2 separate regions of the Mus musculus genome follow, and region 1 is linked to region 2. Evidence: chromatin contacts called from public Hi-C data. All regions are on one chromosome and are shown on one strand. Each heading gives the region's core, a stretch centred on a gene start, on an enhancer-like site or on the middle of the called end of the contact. The rest is flanking DNA. Distances are from core to core; before and after follow the strand shown.

What was found. A called contact is a pair of places that touch in the nucleus more often than the background predicts.
Region 1: a Hi-C map of muscle stem cells shows a contact between it and region 2, with 6 times the contacts expected there. The contact joins two enhancer-like sites. A contact is called at or near these places in 1 of 484 Hi-C or Micro-C datasets (muscle stem cells) and 1 of 9 other capture datasets (embryonic stem cells).

The regions. Positions count from the first base shown.
Region 1 is chr17:80,167,196-80,171,462 of GRCm38.p6, reverse strand. All of the region lies in intron 4 of Galm (galactose mutarotase), which reads right to left. Among named protein-coding and RNA genes, the nearest start is that of Gm51284, 26 kb to the left of the region's middle. Within about 2 kb of position 2,547, at least 159 of the 459 cell types and tissues checked have an H3K27ac peak or open chromatin away from gene starts, as enhancers often do. A contact at or near this core is called in muscle stem cells, where this site is marked.
Region 2 is chr17:79,595,925-79,600,062 of GRCm38.p6, reverse strand. It overlaps a transcript of Rmdn2 not described here. Among named protein-coding and RNA genes, the nearest start is that of Rmdn2, 17 kb to the left of the region's middle. Within about 2 kb of position 1,687, at least 66 of the 459 cell types and tissues checked have an H3K27ac peak or open chromatin away from gene starts, as enhancers often do. A contact at or near this core is called in muscle stem cells, where this site is marked.

The sequences.
Region 1 (4,267 bases), core at 1,298-3,797, 570 kb before region 2:
ACCAGTTTCATTTTAGAATAGGATATTTCTGTTCTGTTTTTCACTTTTCAGTCTTCATTATTTAATCATTTAGAATAATGGGTTTTAAACTGTGTGTCGAGTCATGAATTCTCTTAGGAATACTGGAGGAGTTACAGAGTTTCTCTCCAGTACAGTGCATGTGCACACACAGAAGTTCCCCGAGAACGTCCTAAGCCCAGGTACACCTCCCTTGTTTAAGATCCCTGACCTGCAGGCTACAGAAGACAGACTTCCTATCCAACGAAGTATCACAGAGCATGCTGCCCTCCCCTTATTGGATGCCAAAACTCACAGGTGGAACGCTGCAGTTACATTGCCAGGCACTGGTCAGGGAGCCAGTCAGGAGTATACTGGCTGATTTCCTCTTAACAGCAATTCAGCAAAGAGTCCAGATACCATACCAGGGCCTCCTGCAACATTATAACCCCTCCCTTTTCTATCAGCGCGTACAACAAACACACAAAGGCGGAGATGCTTCAGTCAGTGTGAGCAAATCAACAGTTTTCAGAAATAGCAGGGCAGTGAAGAATTGAAGAAAGCAGGACTCGTTCCTAATGACAACTCCCAAAATAGGGCCAAGTGGGGCTGCAGAGACTAGGTGCGTACCCCTGGATTTCGGTGGGTATCAGAAGTCATCATCACTGAGAGTGTTAACCCCAGTTCCCTGGAGCATCCTGCTTCCCATCCGGCAGGCAGACTCCACAGAAGGAGTGGTCAGGACTGAACCATTGTTTTTTTAGAAAATAATTGTCAAAAAGATTTTTATTCTATAAGTGTTTTCCTTGCACCCATATGTGTGCACCACATGTGTGCCTGGTGCCAATGGAGGTCAAAGGGCAGTCAGATCCCCTGGAACTGGGGTTACAGATGGTTGTAAGCCATCATGTAGGTCCTGGAAGCCACACCTGGGTCTTCTACAAAGGCAACAAGTGCTTTCAACCATTGAGCCATCTCACCACCCACTCACTTTAAAAACTTTTTGAGGTAATAAGTCAGTATGTAGCACAGGCTGTCTTCAACTCCAATTTATCAACTTCCTGCCTCAGATTTGACAGGTGGTGGTGGTGATGGCACTTGTCTTTAACTCAGGAGGCAGAGGCAAGAGGATCTCTGAATTCCAGGCCGAGGTTATACAGAGAACCCCTGTCTGGAAAAAAAAAAAAAGAAAGTATATATTTTTATATCCACCTCAGGCCTGCAATTTTATTTTTGAAACAGTCTAATAATTGAATTTTATTTTTCTGTGTACAGGTATCTCTTGCCTGTCTGTTTGTCTGTGTACCACGTGTGTGCCTCCTGAGTTCTCAGCTTCCTCAAATGAAGCACCCGGTGATACTTATTTGAAAGGGTTGTTCAGGGGTTAGGAAGCACTCAGCTGGTAGACTAGTCATCTAGCCTGGGGTATATGAGACAGCTTCAAAATAAGTAAGCAAAGAAAACAACAGCCAGGATGTGGTATAGCGTATCTGTGATACCAGCGTGCCAGGCATATACATATTTAACCTCACACTCGGGGATGGGGGGTCGGGGTAGAGACAGGCAGATCTCTTCAAGTTTGGGGCCAGCCTGGTTTTGTTTTTTAAGACAGAGTCTCCCTGTGTGGCTCTGGCTGTCCTGGAACTTGCTCTGTAGACCAGGTTAGCCTTAGACTCAGATCTATTTGCTTCTGCCTCCTGATTAAAGTCCTTTGCCACCGTCACCCTGCATAGGCCAGCTTGGTTTAAGTAGCATGTTCAAGGCCAGTTGGAACTATACAATAAGACTCTCTCCAGAACCAAATTTAAATAAATATTAAAAAAAGAAAAAAAAGCCAGGCGGTAGTGGTGTAAACACTTACTCCCAGCTACACTTACTCGGGAGGCAGAGGTGGATCTCTTGAGTTCAAGGCCATCCTGGTCCACAGATTGAGTTCCAGGACAGCCAGGGCTAAAACAGAGAAACCCTGTCTTGAGAAACCAAAAGGAAGAAAAATGAAAAGCCTTTTCAATACTTTGACCCGGTGGACAATGAGCAAGGTGATATCCTTCCCCAGGGACACCCAGCTGCTGCTGAGCTCTGGGATCCAGATGTGATGCCTTCCAGCTGTGACACCCCAGGATTACTGGGGTGTGAGACAAAAGCAGCGAAGCTGGGTGTCGACTTGCGGAATACTCTGTGATATTGGGTTATTTTTTTCTTCTTTCTTTTAAAACTTTTAATTTTGAGACAGCGTCTCATATCGCCCAGGCTGCCCTTGAGCTTGTACAGCTGAGAAGGCTGACCTTTTCTAAGCCTGCCTCTACCACCTGTGCTGAGGTCATGGGTGTGGCCACCACGATTGGTTTTATGCAGTACCGAGGATGGCCCAGAGACCTCATTCATGCTCTGTGGCATTCAACCAACTGAGCTTCATCCCCACCCATTTGTGTCTTAATAGAACTTTCAGCTAGCCTGATTTAAGGAAACCGCTGGCTGAAAGCCATTAGCTGAAGACTGACTTGAGGAACACACGTTTAGTGATGGAGCCCACGAATGGCGTGCTAGAGGGAGGAGGGAGAACACAGGGAGCTACTGTCCACTGGAGACCATAGAGGAGCTGGGGAGAGCAACAGAAGGGGAGAAATGGTGCCAAAATGAGAAAGCAACATACGCTCCTGCAGGCTAGCTGGAGCTTTGTTGATAGCTGCTTGGAAGGAGACTCAAGGACCACCAGCAGCAGCAGAACATGCCTCACCTACGGGCTTGTGAGAATCACGGACCCAGTAGCTCAATCAGAGAATGCGGAGGCAGAATCTGTATTTAACGACCTCCCCAGTGATTGGTATGCACAGACCTGAGCACTGAGGCGCTGCTACACAACGGGAAAAAAAAAGATAGAGGGAAGAAAAGCTGGCAACAGGAAGCACTCCCGAGCAGAATTCTGGTCTCCATGGGGACGGCCCAGCTGTGCTTACAGCCCAGCTGCTCCAATTACGTCTGTCTCTTTAGCTAGTCAGGTTGGGAATAGCCAGAAAGATTTGCATGAGGAGGCCTGCAGTAATGGGGCTCCTGGGCACAGGTATTCGTCTGATATCTAATTAAGCCATCTTGGTTAAGTCATCTCCTGAATGGCAGTTATTATTTTAGGAAGCGACATAAAGAGGATGATAATGAAAGGTGACACCCTGGGTGGGAATTCTTACTTCATTCCAGCAGCCAACAAGGAAAAGCACCTTGGGACTTTCCTGTAGAGGTAGCATTTTGGAAACATTTCACAGACCCCTCGGTCTCAGCACTCCTCTGCACTTTTCCTCTGCTGTCTGGTTGTGTTGATGATGTCATTCCGATACCATGTGGGTGGGTCCCGCTCTCCCCAATCTCTTTCTCACTCCACTGAGGGCTTTCTGATTTTTTTGACTCTGACTCAAAGGAAGGAGGGTGTCGCTTCCAGATATGACGTGACATCCACAGCAGGAAGAGCTGAGCTGAGCCGCAGGTCACTTTCAGATGAGAGGGCAATTCTTCATGGTTAACCCACATAAGGCATTTCCTGACAGTGTTTTTCCATCTTAGATGGCCATCAGCACTGAACACAGGGATTTGCCATTAGTTAAGAAGTTCACTCTGCCGTGGCTCTCTGCCCAGCTGTGGCCTTCATGCCTTCTGGCTGTACCGCAGGTGTGAGGTTCCAGATAGGTCTGATCTTCTCCAGAGACCGCCAGGTCCCTGGTGTCACCGTATTTTCTTACTATGTATCCTACCATCCTTCACATCCTTTGATACTTATGAAAGACCCATTGTCTACAGCCTAAGCTACTGGCTTAGTGACCTTTCTTGACCTGTCTAACACTCTGACCTCCTGCCCTTGGATCTGACAGAAACCCTAACTGTGGGCCAATCCACGTTCTTTGTCCAGACTTCTGAAAGAACCAGGAGAAAATTCACAGACTGAGGCTATTCACATTCATCATTTGGATTCCCCAAGTTCTCCCACAACCATTTCAGTTCTCAAGTCAGTTTCCCTCTCCCTTAAAACCTTTCTACCTTGAGTGGTACCCAACCTCTCCGTGACACCCTCTCCCCTCTTCCCTGCCTCTTCCCTTTCTCATAAGCTGTTGAGGATAGACAGACCCCACCCCCAGCCCCCAGGCCTCAAGGATTCTGTGTTCAAGTTACCTTAGCTGATAACAGCTCACAGGCCCACACTCTCTGACACAAACTGGCTTCTGCCCTGATCACGCTATCAGGTGGGGTTAGCTGGGACAGATTCTCCTCTGCTCTCTGCCTG
Region 2 (4,138 bases), core at 438-2,937:
CACTATTACTGATACAGCTGTCTCCTGAGAGGCTCTGCCAGATCCTGACCAACACAGATGCGGATGCAAGCAGCCAACCATCAGGCTTGAGCACAGGGACCCCAGTGGAGGAGTTAGGGGAAGGACTGAAGGAGCTGAAGGGGCCTTATCTGGCATCAATGGGAGGGGAGGCCCTTGTTCCTGTGAAGGCTCGATGCCCCAGTGTAGAGGAATGCTAGGGCAGTGAGGTGAAAGTGGGTAGGTGGGTGGGGGGCATCCTCATAGAGCCAGGTTAAGGGGGATAGGATAGGGGTTTTGCAGAGGGAATGACCAGGAAAGGGAATAACATTTGAAATGTAAATAAATAAAATATTAATTTTTAAAAAGATCTGGCTGTAAGGCATTTTTAAAAAATTAATGAATAGTAGGGAGAGCCCCACCCACTGTGGGTGGTGCCATCCCTGGGCTGGTGGTCCTGAGTTCTATAAGAAAACAAGCTGAGCAAGCCATGCACCCCTCCATGGCCTCTGCATCAACTCCTGCCTCCAGGTTCCTTCTGTCTATGAATTTCTTTCCTTAATTCTTTTGATGGTGAGCTGTTATATAGAAGTGTGAGCAAAGTGAACCCTCTCCTCCCTAAGTTGCCTTTGGTCATGGTGTTTCATCACAGCCACAGTAATCCCAGGATAGTCACAGTGACTCAAAAACAAGTCACACATTGATGAGTATGCAAATTACCCTTATGAGATCATCACAGGATGTGTTGAAATGTCACATAGCACTCAACTAAACATGCAATGGATTAATTAAAAAAAAGATAGAATTCTCAAACGTTATATTATTGCTTTCCCCATCCAAAAATCCAACTGTTAAAATTTTTCCTCCCTGAGACAGCTTATGGCTCAGACCAGAAAAGAAAAAAAAAATGTGCAGAGAAGTGAAGCCAGAGCCTATAACTCTCTGAACAGTTGTCTGGACTTTAAGATGTGAAATATCTCGCCCTGATCCTCGGGGACACTCCCTTTTATTTAACTTTTCACGTCGTGCTTAACTCAGCTGTCTGAGGATTAATTTATCTTGTGGTAGGTGTCAGAAGACTAATTGTGTATTATTTCAAGTTTAATGAACTGAGAAGAAAAAAAAATGAGGTGGGTGGGGGGAAGTTAAGTTGAGCTGAGATTAAGCCTCTCAATGATTTATGTTTAATTAGTGTCACAACATAGGCATGTCCCCTGCCTCATGCTTTGCTACCTCTAGGGATGACAAGGAAATTCCTGCCTGCAGAGCATTCCAGACAAATCACACACTGTGCTGTTGTGAACCCTGACCTCAATGCCTGTGTTTGCTCTTCCCTGCCCGAGAGCTAGAACTTAACTTGGCATAAATTATTCTTTTCCTGAAAACTAAAATTTTTCTTTAACATCATATCGGACTTCAGAATGACGGGGCATCTTTTGACATCATAGAAATAGAATATTGATTTTCTTTTCTTTCACAACATTGTTTAGAACTTTATGACAATGACTAAGATAAATGTATCAATTGTATAGGAAGAAAAAGGAACACACTTGATGCATTGAGATTATTAAAATCCACCATATGAAAATACTATGAAATCTTCCACCAACTTGCCAAGAGAGATCTGGAACCTCTTTTCTTTTTGCCCATGGTAGTCCTCTGACTCACTGAAGGCTGGACTCTGTGACAGATGTGTCCAGTCTGCTCTTACCTCCCTCTTATCTTCCTGTCCCTGGACTTCCTCCTCTGCTGGTGATCCGCTGCATACTTGTCTCTTTCATTTGGCTCCCCGTATAAGGGAAGCTCCTGAGAACAAGCCCTCTGTCTCCTCAGTGTGTTCTCCACATGTATACTGAATATTGTGTGTAGTATTTGTGGAGTAATTAGTTGTTGAGTAAACTAACAAAGCAAAACAAAATCCCATGTAGTAGTAGAAATTGTTTTTTATTATCCCCGACTATGATTGAAGCTTTAATAAACCTTAAGTGTGATTCTTAACCCAGTGGCAATTTTTCCTCTTGCCCCTAAGAACATTTCACAATTTCTAGAGGTATATATATTTATCATAACAGAAGAGGTCTACTAATATGAGCAACTAGAGGTCAAGCATGTGGCTGAACAAATTCTGATGTCTAGGGAAGCCATTGTACAAGGCACGGACTACCTGGCTTAAAATGTTGATCATTGCCAATATCAATAAAACACATCCTAGCAGCTTAAAAGGAGACGAGGTAACATAACTGCTGAAGTTTATTTTAATCTCTTATTTTAAGTCATCCTCACATTTAGAGTCACAGTGTTATGGTTTGAATGTCTCCCAAATACTCATGGTTTGCATGCTTGGCACTCAGCTGGTGGCACACTTTCTAGGGTAGTGGACATCTTAGCAGATAGGATGTAGCGTGGTTCTCAGGGACGTGCCATCTTGGGGCACTCTCTCCCTGTGTCTGCCTCTAGTCCACCATCAAGTGAAGAAGATTCTACACACAGCCCTGCAACCATGATATTCTGTCTTACCATATACCCGGAATCAACAAAGCCAAGAACTGAGCAAACCAGTGAAACGATGGGCCATACAAATCCTCCCCATCTTAAACTGTTTTTAGTCAGGCATTTTCTTATGCTGGTGAGAAAGAGTTGGAAACCCATACCCATCCTACAGAATATCATTCGTATGACACGCTCTGATTTTTTTTTATGAAAAATTTTATATTGGATAATGTGATTCCTGGGACCTTCATGGAGTATAGGGATGAAGAGTGATGCACATGACTTAAACAAGTTTGTTTCAAATCTAATGACCTGTGATTGCCATCAAACACCTACCATGTGCTTACCACAGTACCTCAGAACTCTGAGGAAGACTATGATGTCTGCTGTTAACAATATACATACATACATACATACATACATACATACATACATACGTGTGTGTGTATTGTTAACAAGGAATCTTCCATCACATGTTCTTTCATAAGTTTGTTTTAACAGAACATCTTTTCTCCTACATCTGCTTCAGCTAAACATTCCTTCACGTGTTTGCCCTAACAATAACCATAGAACTGACTTTCCAAAGAACCCTTAAGCAGCCACTTCAGTGTTATCCTTTTTCTTTTCCTCTCCGTGCTCCCCAGTCCAGTGAGACGGAAGCAAGAAGCTACCATATTGTACTCTCTCACTGGTATGTTGTGGTTACCTGTTGCTATTCCTCTGTGTATATTGTGGACTATGTTTAGGTTCTCTGTAACAAACAACTTTAAAAAAACCTCTCTGTCCTGTCCAGGTGATCAGTGAATCTATTTGGACTGATGCTTACAGGCTCCTTGGTGAGACCTACCCGTAAGACGGTATGTCTTTTGTTTTTTTGCCAGAAATCCTCCTGGTCTACAATAATCCTATGCGGTTTAGGGCACCATGGAACTCAAGTTTATAGTGATCCAGTAGTAGCCCTCTGGGAAGCACAAAATAACATACCATCTAGAGCTAGCAATGCCACTCAGTTTCTATAAACCTGTTGTTCCAGTCCTTTGCTCTACAGGCTTCTGACTAGGAGGTAGGGAGTTCAGCTTTCAGGTCTCTCTGTCCTGTCCTATCTAACTAGCTGCTAACCCCCACCCCATGGTTAAGAGTTGAGACCCCCCAAATTAAGTCAGGAAACAGGGATTTCAGACGCTATAGAGAATGCCTCTTACATGTGAGTATCAGTAAAGACCTGGATTTAAATCTGACAAAGCAGCACTTATATATAAACTTTGCTAATCTTCACCAGCGTATGGTGGACTGGAGCCAGCAACAGAGGAACATTTTAGATTCTTAGGGATTATTAACTGCACAGAGAGCACTGGTTTTGAAATCTGATCGGTTGTATAAAGTTCTTTGCTACAGAACACCTGTTTACACATTTCGTACAATTGGCATTGGCTTAGACAGCAGAAATCATGTAATCTCTTACTGGTTTTCAGTAGATTGGGAAAGGAGAAGGGTTTTCTGATTGAAGTCACCCATCTGGTTCTTATTTCCACCCTTAGGTTAAGGCCCAGGTAATTTCTTTTGGTGTATACATTGGACAAGCGAGATGAGATGGGAATTAATGTAACACATGACTGAACCAGGAGATTTACTTTGCTGTTGTATCTATTCC